3 separate regions of the Sus scrofa genome follow, and all the other regions are linked to region 2. The links are chromatin contacts, called in public HiChIP or PLAC-seq and promoter capture Hi-C maps. All regions are on one chromosome and are shown on one strand. The core of a region is the stretch at or near the end of the contact, and the rest is flanking DNA. Distances in the headings are between cores, read along the strand shown. Region 1 holds the start of LOC100511937 (phosphatidylinositol 3-kinase regulatory subunit gamma). Region 2 holds the start of GPBP1L1 (vasculin-like protein 1). Region 3 holds the start of POMGNT1 (protein O-linked mannose N-acetylglucosaminyltransferase 1 (beta 1,2-)).

Region 1 (4,590 bases), core at 1,301-3,800, 440 kb after region 2:
AACTTTGCAAAATACAGAAAAGCTGCATCTGGGTTGCAGTCACAACTGTAAAAGCAAATAAAGGGAAAAGAAAAAATCCTAAGTGATCATTAAAAGTGAAAAAAGTCGATTCAATATTAGTATTAGTTTTTAATATAAAATCATTTAACATTCTAGGACTAATTGAAAAAAAAAAGGATAATTCACTGTTCACAAGGACACAGGAAATAATTTCTACACACATTCTGTAAGACAATTCCACTTCATTACACTTTCATGGGCTCAAATCCTTTTAAAGGTTTCCAAAAATACATAGTCTTATGATAATTGCAATTCCCCAATGACACACAATTTATTCTATAGGTTAGCTGTAACACGTTTTTAAAGACAAATTCATCCTCAACAAACATAAGGAGTCACAAAGGCCCTCTACTTGTATTCAAAATCATTACATAAAGCACTGTCTATAACTGCAAACAGAATTTGAAAATCTGACAGCTAATAACCATAAAATGGGGTAGACTTTAAACAAAAAAAAATTACCCAACTTTTCCATTTTCCTTTCCAGACAGACACACAAAATGTCTGTAAGGGTCTCAGACAAAGCTCTCAAGTAAAAATACATGCTATGTATTCTTTACATTATGTGTACTCAAACCTAACACATATATGTACACGTCACATATATTCACACAAAACAAGGAAGGGTCTTCCTTTTTAACTCCAAGAATTGAAGTTACATTAAACCCTATCCCATAAATTAAGTTAAATCACCATAAATTAAAGAGTAATAAAACAGAGCACGTAGATCTCTCTGAGCTACTATATTCTGAAACGAAAAACCTCAGAGTAAGGCCGTGACTGAATAAAAACGCCCAATCCCTGAAAATCACTAACCGGCATTTGGTTTCCGTGAGAGAAAAAGGGGGGGGGGTCCCTCAAAACGAATAATCACATAGGCAACCCTGTTTCAGAAGTTAACGAAGGTAAAACATAGCGAACCAAACAGACAAACGAATGAAATGACAAGCCTTAAAGGATTTCCTCAAAGGGAAAGACCGACTTCAAGACTGGGATACAAAGCATCCTTTGCAGGTAGAAGAATCTTTAATTGAAAAAAAAAAAAAAAAGAAAAAGAAAAAGACGGGGGGGGGGGCAAGACAAAAACCCGAACGACCAGCAAAGGCGAAGAAGTAAAAGAAACGGATCTCTCCTCCCACCCCCACCCCAGGCCCCCACCCCCACCCTCTCAGGACAATAGGATCGGGGTCCTAACTGCAAACTTTAAGCGTGTAAACCAGAAGCAGCTTTACTGCAGCTCCAACTGCAAATCTGCCCCTCATCCCGCACCCAGCGCACCCAAGAATACTTCTGCCCTGAAAACATCACCAAGGTCTTGTTAAACACAAATCAGACCCATCGCAAGATTCTCTCTTTCTCCCAAGTACCTGGAGGATCCATTTCAATATAAAATATCAGTTCTGTCGAATAGGGCATCATCACCTCCCTCCAGTCTGCGTCATCGCGGTCCATACTCCACACGGTATTGTACATCGCGCTGTCACGGGCAGGTCGTCAGGAAATATATAGAAAGCATAGATACTTTTATCTGCTATTTAAAAATCTAACATCTCTCTCTCTCTGTCAAAGTCCCACTCGGAAATATACTTCGGCGTTTCCAACGGCCGGTACAAGTCCAGCCAACTGCCAGGACGAGGACGGGGGTCCTGTCCTCTCCCCCGCTCCTCCTCCGGCAACGAGCAAAATGCCCCCCGCCCCCAACGTTCAGTCTGTGGGCTCTTCTCCTCCGAGAGGTACAGAGAGGTTTGGGGGGGGAGGGCAGAGGTGCTAAAAAGCGGCTTCCCAAAAATCTCTTCTACACACTTGCTCTCCAAAGAGAAAAGCTCTCATTGCCTCCAAATTCTTCCGAGGAAACCACTTTTGTGTCCTTCGAAGGAGGGGGAATGGAGAGGGGGGAAAAAAAAAAAGAACGCTTGGGAGAGAGGTGGGGAAGTGACGGGCGGGGGGGGGGCATAAAAAGGGGGTTGGGTATTGCGTTCAAGTTTCGGGGTCCCACTGGTCTGCAGGGAGAGATCCCCTCAGGGGCCGGGACTCGGGCTCGGTTGCGGTCGGGCTTGGAACCGAAGCTGCTGCAGCCTCGGGATGGGGGCCGTCCGAGAGTCCAGTTAGCTCTGCTCTGTCGAGCGCTCCCGCCGGGTTAAAAGCAAACCAGCCAGCGCTGGCTCCCCTCACGCTCTGCCCTGACTCCAGCCACTAGAGTTTCATTTTAACGGCGCGGAGGGGGACACCCTCCCCCGCCCCCACGCTCCCCCGCTGAGGCGCCACCCAATCGCGCTGAGCAGGGGGAACGGGCCACATCACCCCTGCTCCTTCCACGCTGCCCGGCCTCGAATTGTTGGGGCTTCTGTCAGGTGCCTGAGAGAATGTACAGAAAGCTGTCCTCCTCCTCGGCTGTCAACTCTCCTCACCGTTCCCTAGTCCTCAGCTCCTGAAGCCTCCATCCTCCCACCCCCTAGCCTCAATCAGAATGGTAGGGCCCGGGCGCTGGCCGCACGCCCGGAGTCAGTGCCGGGAGCACGCGAGGCGGGCGGGGCGCGGAGGAGAGGGGAGAGGAGGGGGGAAGAGAGGTTGAGGTGGCTGGTGATTGGCTGAGCCTGGTTGCCGGAGCCTGGAGCCTGCGTCTTTTGTCTGCCTTGCTCCAGCGGAGGAGCGGGAGACGGCTGCGCGCCCAAGCGGGCCAATCAGAAGCTAGCCGGCGCCGGCCGGTGAGACGGCGATTGGTTGGAGCCCAGTTACTAAGCGGGACAAAGGCAGAAGGGGGAAAGAAAAGAGGAGGAGAAAAAAAAGAAGAAAGCGCAAACGGCGGTTACTGACAGGCTGGGCGAGCGCTCGGGGCCTCGAGCTGCCCGGAGACAGGCGGGGCTCCCGCTGAGGCTCGGTCCGCTGGGACGAGTAGTCGAGGCGGGGAGGACTGGCTGGCGCGGGACAGCTCTGCCCGGAGACTGGCCGCGGGGGAGGGGAGCGGACGGAGACGGGCTCGTGCTGTCACTTGGCAGGACGCGCGTTCTTCTGGTCCTTATAGGAGGTCCCTGGATAGAGTTCCTCCCTACGGACCTCTTCCCGGTGCAAGGACAGCCCTCCTCATCCCCCCGCGATAAGTTGTCACATAAAACAAAGGTCCCCAAGCCCACTTGCAGGATTGTTATCGCTCAGAGGATGGGCCCAGTGCAACTGTCCCCGGCCGCTCACTGAGCCCAGTCGCGGCTTCTCTTCTTCAGGAGGTATTTCGCAGTTCTGCGCTTTCCACCCCAGGACTTTTGAACCCAGAGGGAACTCCCGACAGCTGAAATGAATCGTGGAGTGTTAAAGAAAGAAAAAATGCCTTGCATTTACAGCATGTGTGTGATTTCTGAGATCACCTGTTTTGGGATCCCTCGCTGAAAGGGCTCTATTCTGTTTCCCGACAGATCCCCTTCCACGTACACCCAGTCCCTCCCCGCATTCTTAAAACTGATAGACTTCGGTATGAAAATGCTGAATATTTACGCGCACTTCAGAGACAGCTAATTAACTTGCTAGGGGACACTGAATAGCCAAAAAGCACATCTGTGTCTCCTGAAGGTTGTGCCTGTCATTGCCATTCTGCATACCCTGCAATACAGTCTCAGGAGGCCAAAAACTATTCCACTTCCTCTTTACACAGGAATGACAAAGCCCATTGTGTTCGAGTTGACAACCTGATTTAAGCCCTAGCAAAACCTTCTACCCTGAGTGGCTCTGCTATATTGACTTTCCTGTGGAAGAGTTGCCACGTTTCACCCTCTCCCTCCTAAAGTGGTTCTGCCTTCCTTAAAGCTGCTCTGAGTTCAGACAGTTCCTGGGAGCAGACAGTCAAAATGTGTATGGACTGGATATAAAGTCATGCATTAAATAGAGCCAGGAAGAATGAATGGACAAGGTTGAGCTGAGAAAACACAGCAGAATTCTTATATGTTTGCTTTCTTACATTTCTGAAATCCAAATATGATTCAGAAGCCAAATCAACTTGGGGCAGGGCACATTAATTTGAATGTCCTGAACCATTTCTCTAGGTAGAGGATGCTGGAAGATCACCTCTGATTTGTGGCTGGCTTCCCAGCAGACTCTTTACTTCATCATATCTGGGAGCCAGAAGTACTCACATTTGATAACTCAAAAAAACAGCACAATCAGGCAAGGGCAAGTTGGTTTATTTTGCTTCACGGGTGTCCCTGTGCATTCCCAAACAAAATGAAGGTGAAGCGTGGAAGTGTGGAAAAGATAATGGCTTTCAGATTTCCCTAGCAGCTTTTGCCTGGACCATTTTTCAAGAGTTCATGGTGGGGGTTCAATTTCCAATACACAGAGTGATCACCCAGGCCTTTTCCACAGCTAAGGCTTTGGGAAGTGTAGTCAAGAAACAGCCCAGTATATAATGAGTGCCCAAGACTGTAACCCATGGAGAAAAGCTGTGTGATTCAATCTTGGCCTCTAAAACCATATGACCCAACTGTCCAACAAATAAACCTCTGGATAGGAGGCCCCCAAAGAATCACAGTGATGAAAGATACC
Region 2 (4,487 bases), core at 1,744-4,243:
GCAATAAATATCAAAGAGCAAATATTTCAACAAATAGGATAAACCAACCTCGGAGCATAGTTGGCTGATAAAATTACCACCACAGCACAATTTAAAAACTATAAGCAACTACAAAAAAAAAAAAATAAAAAAACAATCAACACCACACCCACTCTTATGTAAACTTTTGGAGTAAGCAAACTTCTTCAGCCTCACCTTAGTTTTCGCCTAGCAAATTCTTCAAGATAAGACACGAACTGCAAGATCTAAAGATCCAGTAGTTGTCCCCGTAGGAGAAACAACTCAGAATTTAAGACCTGTTAGCGTATTTAAGTTACCAAGCTCAGGGCACTTCCCCAAGCTACAGCCATTTTAGATTCAGCCTTTCTTTTGAATTTCATGGGGGTGGGGAGAGGTAGATGTTAAACAGAAAGGAAAAAAAAAAAGTCCTCGGTAGGAGACTTCGAGATGGACCAGCCTTTCCCCCCCGCCGCCCCCGAAAGGAAAGGTGCTGGACAGACGGAATCGAAATGAACGAAAACACCTCGCTGCCCAGAGGCAGCGGGACACGGGGCAAGTGGGGGAGGGAGGCAAAGCTCTCCGTTTCCCCGCAAAGACCCCACGTTTGCCTCACTCGCTTTCTTCCTTAGACTTTCCATCCCTGGAAAACAAAAGCCCTCGGCGCTCACTTAGGAAGGGAAGAAAGAGACACCCGGGCACCAGGCTGCTGAGCCACCACCGAGACGGACCGCCTGGAGGGGAGCCAGGGAGCCGCAGGTGAGCACGGCGACCCCAAGACCGAAGTTGAAGCGGGAGCGCTCAGGCGGAGCCGCGCCGACGCTCGCGGGCACGGCTGCCCGCGCCGGGCGAGGTGCGGCGTCGGAACCGCACGACGCGTGGGCTCGCCCCCGGCTCCCCGGACCGACCTACACCCAACCACCTGTGTGAGAGCCTCCCGCAACTTGCTGCAACAGCCGCTCGGTCGGGGACCGGGCGGAGGCCCGCGCCGGACGACGCGAGATCCCCCCCCCGCCCAGGTGTCCGCAACGCGCACTCACCGGGCAGCCGCGGAGCTCCAGCTAGGGGCCAGTCGCGGCGTCTCAGGGCGCGTCCCCCGCTTCCTGCTCCCGCGGAGGTGAAGAGCCCACAACCATAACAAAGCTCTTCCCAAAATGGCTGCCCGGCCCACACGGCCCAGGAGGGGCAGAGCGGGCGCAGGGGGAGGAGCGAAGGCCAGCCCGGCCCCCCCGCCCGGCCCCGCCTCTGACACGCCCCCTCGCTTGCCCCGCCCACAGGCGCGCACGCGCACGGGCGCTGCTCGGGCGACCGCCGCCGGCGCTCCGAGCGCCAACGTGCGGCCGCGAGAACAGCGGTTGTCCCTCGCCCCGCCCCCAGCCCTCCCTCCGCAGCGGCTTGCGGCCGTGCCCGGTCGCCCCCGCCCCTCTGCAGGGGAGAACCCTGCTTTTCCGCGCGCCGCCTTAGAGGCGGAGATCAACTGGGTTTGATACTCCCCTTCCATTGCCTCTCCCGACACTCGGGCCTGGGCGCGTGCGAACGAGTGGGTGGGTGTGTACGGTGTGCCCGTTTCAACACGCCCCTTCGTCCTGCACACCCCACCTCTGGGGAAGCACGCCTCTCCGAACTACCTCTACAGGTGCTCACCGGTAGGCGTGTGTGTTTGCCGACCCCTTCCCACTTTCGGCTCCTGCCTTCCACGTGCGCGCGCGTCGCTAAGACTCCAGCCCCCAGCGGGCCTCGCTGCCGGGCTCTGGAGTCCTGCGCGGCTGGGCCCGAGGCGTTGCCCACTGGGAGTGCTAGTTCCGCCCGACCGCTGGCGTCACGCCCCTGTCCCAGCACCGGGAGGATTTCGGGTCTGAGTCTGCTCCCGTGCCAGGGCGGAGAAGCTGTTTCTCTGACCCAAAGTTTCATTGGGTGTCGCGTAACGGGAAGGGGCGGCGCTGCCATGACGGAGGAGGAAATAAAAGTGAAAGCCGATAGCGGCTGGAAGGGGTTAGCATCAGGAAGAATGTGCTGTGAGCCCGTTCTGCACGCGAAGCTAAACCTTGAGAGAGCTGGTAACCAGGAAGCTAGACTACATAGAATCTGGAGGAATGTGAAACTGGCCATCCTGGGCCGGTTCAGGTCTCCCATTGTCTTCAGACAGATACGTCTAGTGGTGCTTCCTTTTTTTTTTTTTTTTCCAGCCGCACTCGCGGCGTAGGAAAGTGCTCTGGTCAGGGATTCATTCCGAGCCAGAGCTGCGACTTACGCCATAGCTGCAGCAAGGAGAGATCCTTAACCCATTGCAGTGGGCTGGGCATCCAACTGGCACCTCTACAGAGACAAGTGGGGTCATTAACCAGCTGTGCCACAGCGGGAACTCCCGATGACAGACTGAAATTGAAGCTCAGAGAAGGGAAGGGACTTGCTCAAGGTCACCTAGCTCACAAACAAAAGTTAAAGCGGAGAGCGACAGGAGGAATAATCTAACTTCCGGGTCACCCTCAAGCCCAAGACTCTTACCACGTCTTTCATGGAAGTGAAAGTCCTGCCCCGGTGCTTTTTATTTCTTAACTAAGTTTTCAGTTAGCAGCAAAGAAAATGAAGTGGAAACAGGTGTTTGTTTTCTTAGCTAGTATTAGTTCAGGACCCCAATGAGAAGGGAGATGTGCCCCGTTGATCCTAGAAACTTTGTTGTTACGCAAAGTAAAAAAATGAATTCCAGAGATAGCAAGCAATTTGGCCAAGTCATACTTGGCCTAGACTCCAAATCTCTCCTACCTTGCTCCACCACCATCACTCTGAGATGGTTCCAGTAGTTTCACTCCACCTTCCCGAACTCTGCGGAGCAGATTCTTCTGGCTGGGAAACCTGGAATAGAAAGGCAAGGACCGTTCAGATGCCCTAAGAATTCCAAAGCCGGCTTTCACTAGAATCAAGATGTTAGAGTCCAAGACAGAAAGCCTGGAATTGGGAACCAGTTAGGGGTGGTTAGGTCTCCAGCCGGACTGATTTTTTTCCGGCTCCCAGGAAGTGGGAGGCTAATAACCCCCACTTGCCGGAAGTGCTTTTTCCAGAGAGCCTGGCCAATCTTGCAGCTCAGCTTTCCACCTCCCCGCGCGACGCTGGCAAGTAAGTAACAGCGCTGCTGCGACCAGTGCAGGTTGGGAAAGGGGGGCACCAAGCCTTCAGAGTAAAACTGAAACCGCAGGCACAGTTGGGCACAGTTTCCCGAGGATCTTTGCATCCAGACCCCGCCTTCCCTTTTCTCTGCTGTCGGCGCTGAGACTTGCATTTTGCAACTCTTATATTTGAGGCAGTGGAAACCTTGAGCTTTTTCACCAAAATTGAGCAGATTAACACTTGGGGCTTTGTCCTTTAAACCCCTCACCAGTTGCCGTCCTCAGGCTTTTAGGGTGTCACTTTTTCGCTTCAATACTCTTGAGATGGGAAGCACATGTCACCTTGCATAGAAAGTTCGAAAGGTTGAGGGAGCATTAAGCTTTTTAATGGGGTGATTTTGAACAAAGGTGAATGTGTGGGCCATGCGGATACGTGTGTCTGGGAGTCAGGAGTAGATGTGTGTTATCTAACCTCTGCTCAGAGGCCAGAGATAAACGTCCTGCTTGCTTCCTTATTCATAGAATGAAGACACTGACTGGCTGGTGTACAGAATTTCTTGACCCAGCCCTAAGATCTGTAGTCAAGAAATTAGTTCACCAAGTTTTTTAATCAAGCAGCAACTGTGGGGTTTGGATTTTTAGACACCTCATTCTTCTGGTTAAGAATGGAACTCATGTAAACATGATAGATGTAGATTCATATTTTCACACAGCCACTTACTGGGCTGCTTATATTGTGTAAGGTGGGAATAATAGCTAATATTTTTTGAGTGCCTACTTTGTGTTAGGAACAGTTGTCAGCTCTTTACATGTATTGACTTTTTTTTTTTTTTAAAAATACAAAGACCCTATGTAGTTATTATAAGCCTTGTAGATGAGTGAACTGCACCATAGCCAGCTTAAATAATTTGTCCAAAGTGATATAGCTAATACTATGTTGGAGCCAGGATTCCAAACCAGATTATTTGACTCAAGTCTGCACTCTAACTTAACAGGCAATACTGTTTCCAGCACCAAGTTGATGAGGTCATTGTATTGAATGAGTTAGTGCATATAAAACACATAGTTACAGTGCCTGCTAAATTGTATTGATTGCTACTATCATTACTTTGAGCTGTAAACTACAAAGCCCCAAAACATACCTTAAGGGAAAAAAAAAAAAAAAGCAGAGAAGCTATATGACTTTCAGTGTTTTGTCTTTTTTTCTTCGGCCGCACCCGTATGGAAGTCCCAGGCTAGAGGTCGAATTGGAGCTGTAGCCACCAACCTACGCCAGAACCACAGCAACTCGGGATTTGAGTTGTGTCTGTGACCCATACACCACAGCTCACAGCAACGCCAGATCCTTAACCCACTGAGCGAGGCCAGGGATCGAACCTGCAACCT
Region 3 (4,937 bases), core at 914-3,413, 500 kb after region 2:
ATGCAGCTCTCGTGAGTCAATGTCACCAGCAGGGAGGGTTCAGCTTTGGCCCCCTATGTCCTTTTCCCCCAGAATCTCACCGTGGCCTGGTTGAGGACGATGACATGGATGCCCCGGCCCTGCTCCCGGGCCTCATCCTCCAGCACCTACAGAGCAGCAAAGACAAGATCCAACTCTTCTAGATGTTGCATTCAAGGTCTGTCTGTCTCACGGGCACTTAAAAATCAGTTGCATGAAACGAAACCTCCCCTCCTGCCAAAGCCCTGTCACACAGTTCTCTCTCAACCCAGCTTGAAGGCCACGTCTTCCGGGAAGCTCCTCGGCATCCCCTCAAAAGAGATCACGCGTCTTCCTGCAGCCCTCCCCTCCACAGCCTCCGGGGCTCTTAGAGCCCTATCCCCCGCCTCCTGCTGGAGCCATCACAGTCCAGCAGATCGAGCCCCTCAAAGCAGGGCCAGGTCTGACTACCTCCCAGGTCCCAGGGCTCAGGACAAAGCTGAGGCCGGAGAAGGGACCAGGCAGTAGTTATGAAGTAAATACGTCAATGACTTAACGGCCTACTAATCCTAACGATCGATCGCATCACTTTCTGCTTTTTTAGGGTCGCACCTGAAGCCTAGGGAAGTTCCCAGACGAGGGGTAGAACTGGAGCCACAGCTGCCAGCCTACGCCACAGCCACAGCCAACTCGGGATCCAAGCCACATCTGCGACTTACACCTCAGCTCACGGCAACCCCGGATCCTTAATCCACCGAGTGAGGCCAGGGATGGAACCCACGTCCTCATGGACACTAGTCGGATTCATTTCCGATGCGCCACAACGGGAACTCCCTAATGACCACGTCTGATAATATCTCACCATACATGACACACTTCACATCCTGCCAAGGAGAAACCTACAGAAGAGGACCTGGGACTTCCAAAGGCACCGCTGGAGACTGGAAGCGGCTCAGTTCCCACGCGGGCAGGGGACCCAGAGCCAGCGGACCACAGCCTGAGCAGGATGGAGTGACTGGACACCAGACCCCGGCCACTCACCGTCGTGCCGTCCACTGCCACATACACTTTGCTGCGGCTTGAGTATACCTCCACATCCAGGACCCGTCGGGGGCCACTGCCTCTGCGCCGTGGGGGCTCCAATCGGCCCAGCGCCTCATCTGGGGGTGCAAGAGGTCATGGAGATCGCCCCTCCCGCAGAGTTTCGTCCCTTGGGATCTGCCCGCCAGTTCAGCCGTAGGGCCCTGGGGGGACACCCCCCCCCATCCAATCCGTCCTCTGGCCTGACCATAGTCTTGTTCCGGCTCTGGGTCTTCACTGGCCTCGCTGATTGCTCGCCGCGTGTCCAGGATCAACTTGATGTTGACAATGACGGTCACCAGTAGGAAAAGCACAGCGCCTGTCTGAGGGGCGGGGTGGGGATGACTAAAGAGGGGCACCCCCTCCAGATCGCTGCAGGCCTTCCTGAAAGGAGGGCTCTGGCTGAATCGATGATACGGGGAAAACCTGGGGTCTGCGCCTCCTCCGTCTGCCTGGCCGGCTGTTCCCCAGACCACAGTCCTGTGTCATAACCGCCCTCTGCAGGGACCCTCCCCTGGCCCTTCCCCCTGTGCCAGGGGCTCCCTACCCAGGGGTCCTGTGTTCTTCCACTGGAGGCCTTGCTCTCCTTGCTCCCCTCCACCATCAGCTCCTAGAGGTGGGCCACGCTGGGGATCTGAAACCCTGGGTCCTATAGCCCTGCTGCCTGAGAGGTGTGTGCCCCGATCCTCCCCCATCCGGCTTCAGGTTTGTCAGAAGCCTAGGCGGTTGTCCTTGGGTTCTGATTCCAGAACGCTGGGCCTGACCCACTACCTGGAAGGGACATGACACCAAGAGGTCTCCCTTCCAGGAAGCTGCCGCCTCTCTCCAGAGTGGGGGCAGCCCAGGGAGGTCCCAGTGCCCATAGTCTAGGCTGGGGGAAAGCTGGCAGGGAGCCCCTGGAAGGTCTGGGACCCCTCTGTACCTGACAGCATCTCCGCAGGGCCCGCTGGTTGGTCAGTTTATACTTCCAAGTAAGATACCAGCTCCGCTTCTTCCGAGCCCCAAAGGGCTTGATGAGGGGGCTGGGCTTCCAGTCGTCCATGCCTGATTGGAGGGTCACCACCGTCCCGGCCAACCCATTCCTTCAGGAATCTGAGGAGACCAGAGGGTCGCGTGGGGTGAGGTGTGCCGCCCAAAGTCGGGTGCTTCCTGGAGAGACGAGGGAGGACCTCCCAGTAACTCCTCCCTGTAGGCGTCCATGCTGGGTGACCTGGGGGAAGTGGCTTAACTTCTCTGCGGAGAAGAAACCTTCAGAGGAGTCCGAGCACCTGGAAACTCCCCCGGGGCAGGGGGAACTGGGGGGTGGGGGGAGGCCCTGGCCCCGGCGGTGGAAGCCGAAGAATCGATTCTCCAGGCCCATCGCCGCCTAAAGCGATCAGAGCCCTGGCCTTCGCAGGCCTGGGGTGAGCGAGGGGCAGCGAATCCCCGCGCCCCCGCACCTCTCTCCACCCCCTGACGCCCTCGGCCCCTGCGTTCCGGCTCGCTTTCCCCTCCCAGGGCTCGGGCCGCCCCAGCATCGGGGGACCCGCCGGGGCCCCCGCCACCGCTCCCGGACTCCGACCCGGAGACACTCACGGCTCAGGAGGCCCGGCCCCCGCTGGGGCCCCCGCTGGGCCCGCACGGCTCGGCCCGGCGCGGCGCGGCCTCCGCCTCCTCCATGCCGCTCGCGGCCCCGCCCCGCCCGGCCGGCCCGCCCCCCCGCTTCCGCCGCCGCCGCCGCCGCCGCGCGCGCCGCGGGGTGAGAGGGCGGCGCTTAGGGCGGCCGCGGGCGTCTGCGGCCCGGCGGTGCCGCCTGTCCGCGCCCTTACGCGGCCGGCGGGCCGGGCGGGCCGCTGGAGGAGGGCAGCGCTCTCCCCCCACCCGGCAAACCTGGGCGAGAGCGCCGGGCGCGGCAGGGTCGGAGGGGCTGCAGGCCCCGGCCCCGGCCGCCCCTTCCCCTGGCCCAGGCGAGGCTGGAGCGGGCGCGGCCTTTGGAGACCAGGGGCGATTGAAAACCTCCTTCTACCACCCGCTTAGCCCTTGGGCCAGTCGGTGCACGTCTCAGCCTGGGTCCCCTTCTCTGGGGAAGGAGGAGCGCTCCTTATACGGCGCTCCCTCTATGCAGCCCCTGTTCTAAGGAAGCACCTTATTAACTCGCTGGATTCCAGAGCAGCTCCATCCTGTCCTGCAGCGAGGTGCTCCCCCATCCCACCCTGACAGACAAGGAAAAGGAGGCCCAGGATCATCACAAAGGTGGGAGCGCTGGAATTCCCACCCAGGCAGACTGGCCCCAGATTCCACTCTGAAGCCCTCGCTGGACTGACAAGAATAACACAGAGTTTAACTCCTGCAAAGCACTGAGCTTAACACACAGGTTCTCGCACGTTAGCTTGCCTCACAATCACTTGGAGGGCTTGTTAAAACACTGCCGGTTCGGGAGTTCCCGTCGTGGCGCAGTGGTTAACGAATCCGACTAGGAACCATGAGGTTGCGGGTTCGGTCCCTGCCCTTGCTCAGTGGGTTAACGATCCGGCGTTGCGTTGCCGTGAGCTGTGGTGTAGGTTGCAGACGCGGCTCGGATCCTGCGTTGCTGTGGCTCTGGTGTAGGCCGGGGACTACAGCTCCGATTAGACCCCTAGCCTGGGAACCTCCATATGCCGCGGGAGCGGCCCAAAGAAATAGAAAAAAAAGACAAAAAAAAAACAAAAAAAAAATTGCCGGTCCCGTTCTTAAGAGCTTTTGATTCAGAAGTCTGGGGCAGAGCAGAATTCTACATTTCTAAAAAGTTTCCAGGTGATGGTGATATTTATTTGAAGTGCGTGGGTAGCCATGGCACGGTTTTAGGCAGGGAAGCAATGTAATCCAATTTAAGAGAACCTTTACTGTTTTGTGGATAACGGATTGAAAGGAGGCAGAGGAAGCCAGAAGACCCGTTAGTTTTTTTTTTTTTTTTTTTTTTTTAGCTCTCCATATTCCGTCTTCTTCCTAAAAGGGTGGGGCTGTATCCCCCAAATGTTAACAGTTGAAGCAATCGGTGATTTCTCTTAATATGTACTTATTAGAACAGAAGAAAACCCAATGTATTTTACTAGGATTTTAAAAAGGTGTCCCTCGGGGTTCCCCCCTGGCCCTCTTCTCTCCTCAAACTCACTCTCCAAAGAAAATTGCACCCACTCTCATGACCTCTCTGACCATCTAGATTCCTGAACTAACATCTGCACCCTTAGCCTTTCTCCTGAGCGCCAGGCTGACCTGTGTGTCTAACTGCCAGACGGACGTTTTCACAAACCCTCCAACTCAACACAACTCCTGCTGGAATCATCCCTTCCCACTCTCAGTCCTCTCCTTGGGTTCCCGTCCTCCGTGAATGTCATCAGGTCACATAACTGGGAGTCACCCTCGACTCCGCATCTCTCTCCAGCAACCAGTCCAGGTCTCTCCGTGAACCACTATATTCTTTGTACCACATACAGTGAGTAACTCATAGGAAACTCTCCATAATGTTTTTGGAAATCATTTGTTTTCTGAACAAATATTTATTGAAGGCCACTATAAGTAAACGAATGTTACTAGTTACCAAATCTTATCAATCTTATCCCCTAAAGAGTCCTCCATTCTGGTCTAATTATTCTCCATCCTCACAACCAGCCCCTGTCCAGGCTAAAATTTTAGTGTCTCGCCTTCTAGCCAGTTTCCTTGACTCCAGGTTTTTATCCCTTTAATCATTTCTCCTTGCAAAACCCAGAGTAGTTTCTCAAAAAAGCAAATCTATTTTGTCAACCTCTGATTTAAAACCCTTTCATGGGAAAAGGGAACTACACTGTCGGTGGGAATGTAAGCTGCTGCAACCACTATGGAGGACAGTGTGGAGGTTCCTTTAA

Evidence for each region. Promoter capture Hi-C pulls out the DNA fragments that hold promoters and counts their contacts. HiChIP or PLAC-seq counts read pairs in DNA pulled down with a chosen protein or histone mark.
Region 1: an H3K27ac HiChIP or PLAC-seq map of alveolar macrophages shows a contact between it and region 2. The contact joins the promoter of LOC100511937 here to the promoter of GPBP1L1 in region 2. A contact is called at or near these places in 2 of 5 promoter capture datasets (fetal skeletal muscle and liver) and 2 of 2 datasets of contacts at active chromatin or transcription factors (alveolar macrophages and skeletal muscle).
Region 3: a contact with region 2 is called in a promoter capture Hi-C map of fetal liver, with 2.6 times the contacts expected there. The contact joins the promoter of POMGNT1 here to the promoter of GPBP1L1 in region 2. A contact is called at or near these places in 1 of 5 promoter capture datasets (fetal liver) and 1 of 2 datasets of contacts at active chromatin or transcription factors (alveolar macrophages).

What each region holds. Positions count from the first base shown.
Region 1 is chr6:165,266,220-165,270,809 of Sscrofa11.1, reverse strand. It overlaps LOC100511937 (phosphatidylinositol 3-kinase regulatory subunit gamma), which reads right to left and starts at 2,550. Exons shown (of 10, transcript XM_013999442.2): 1 at 1,428-2,550. The coding sequence starts at 1,533.
Region 2 is chr6:165,707,470-165,711,956 of Sscrofa11.1, reverse strand. It overlaps GPBP1L1 (vasculin-like protein 1), which reads right to left and starts at 2,993. Exons shown (of 12, transcript XM_021096736.1): 1 at 2,761-2,993. TMEM69 (transmembrane protein 69) reads left to right here and starts at 2,974. Exons shown (of 3, transcript XM_021096737.1): 1 at 2,974-3,111.
Region 3 is chr6:165,210,656-165,215,592 of Sscrofa11.1, reverse strand. POMGNT1 (protein O-linked mannose N-acetylglucosaminyltransferase 1 (beta 1,2-)) reads right to left here and starts at 2,163. Exons shown (of 21, transcript NM_001078669.1): 1 at 2,000-2,163; 2 at 1,286-1,400; 3 at 1,039-1,157; 4 at 81-146. The coding sequence starts at 2,119.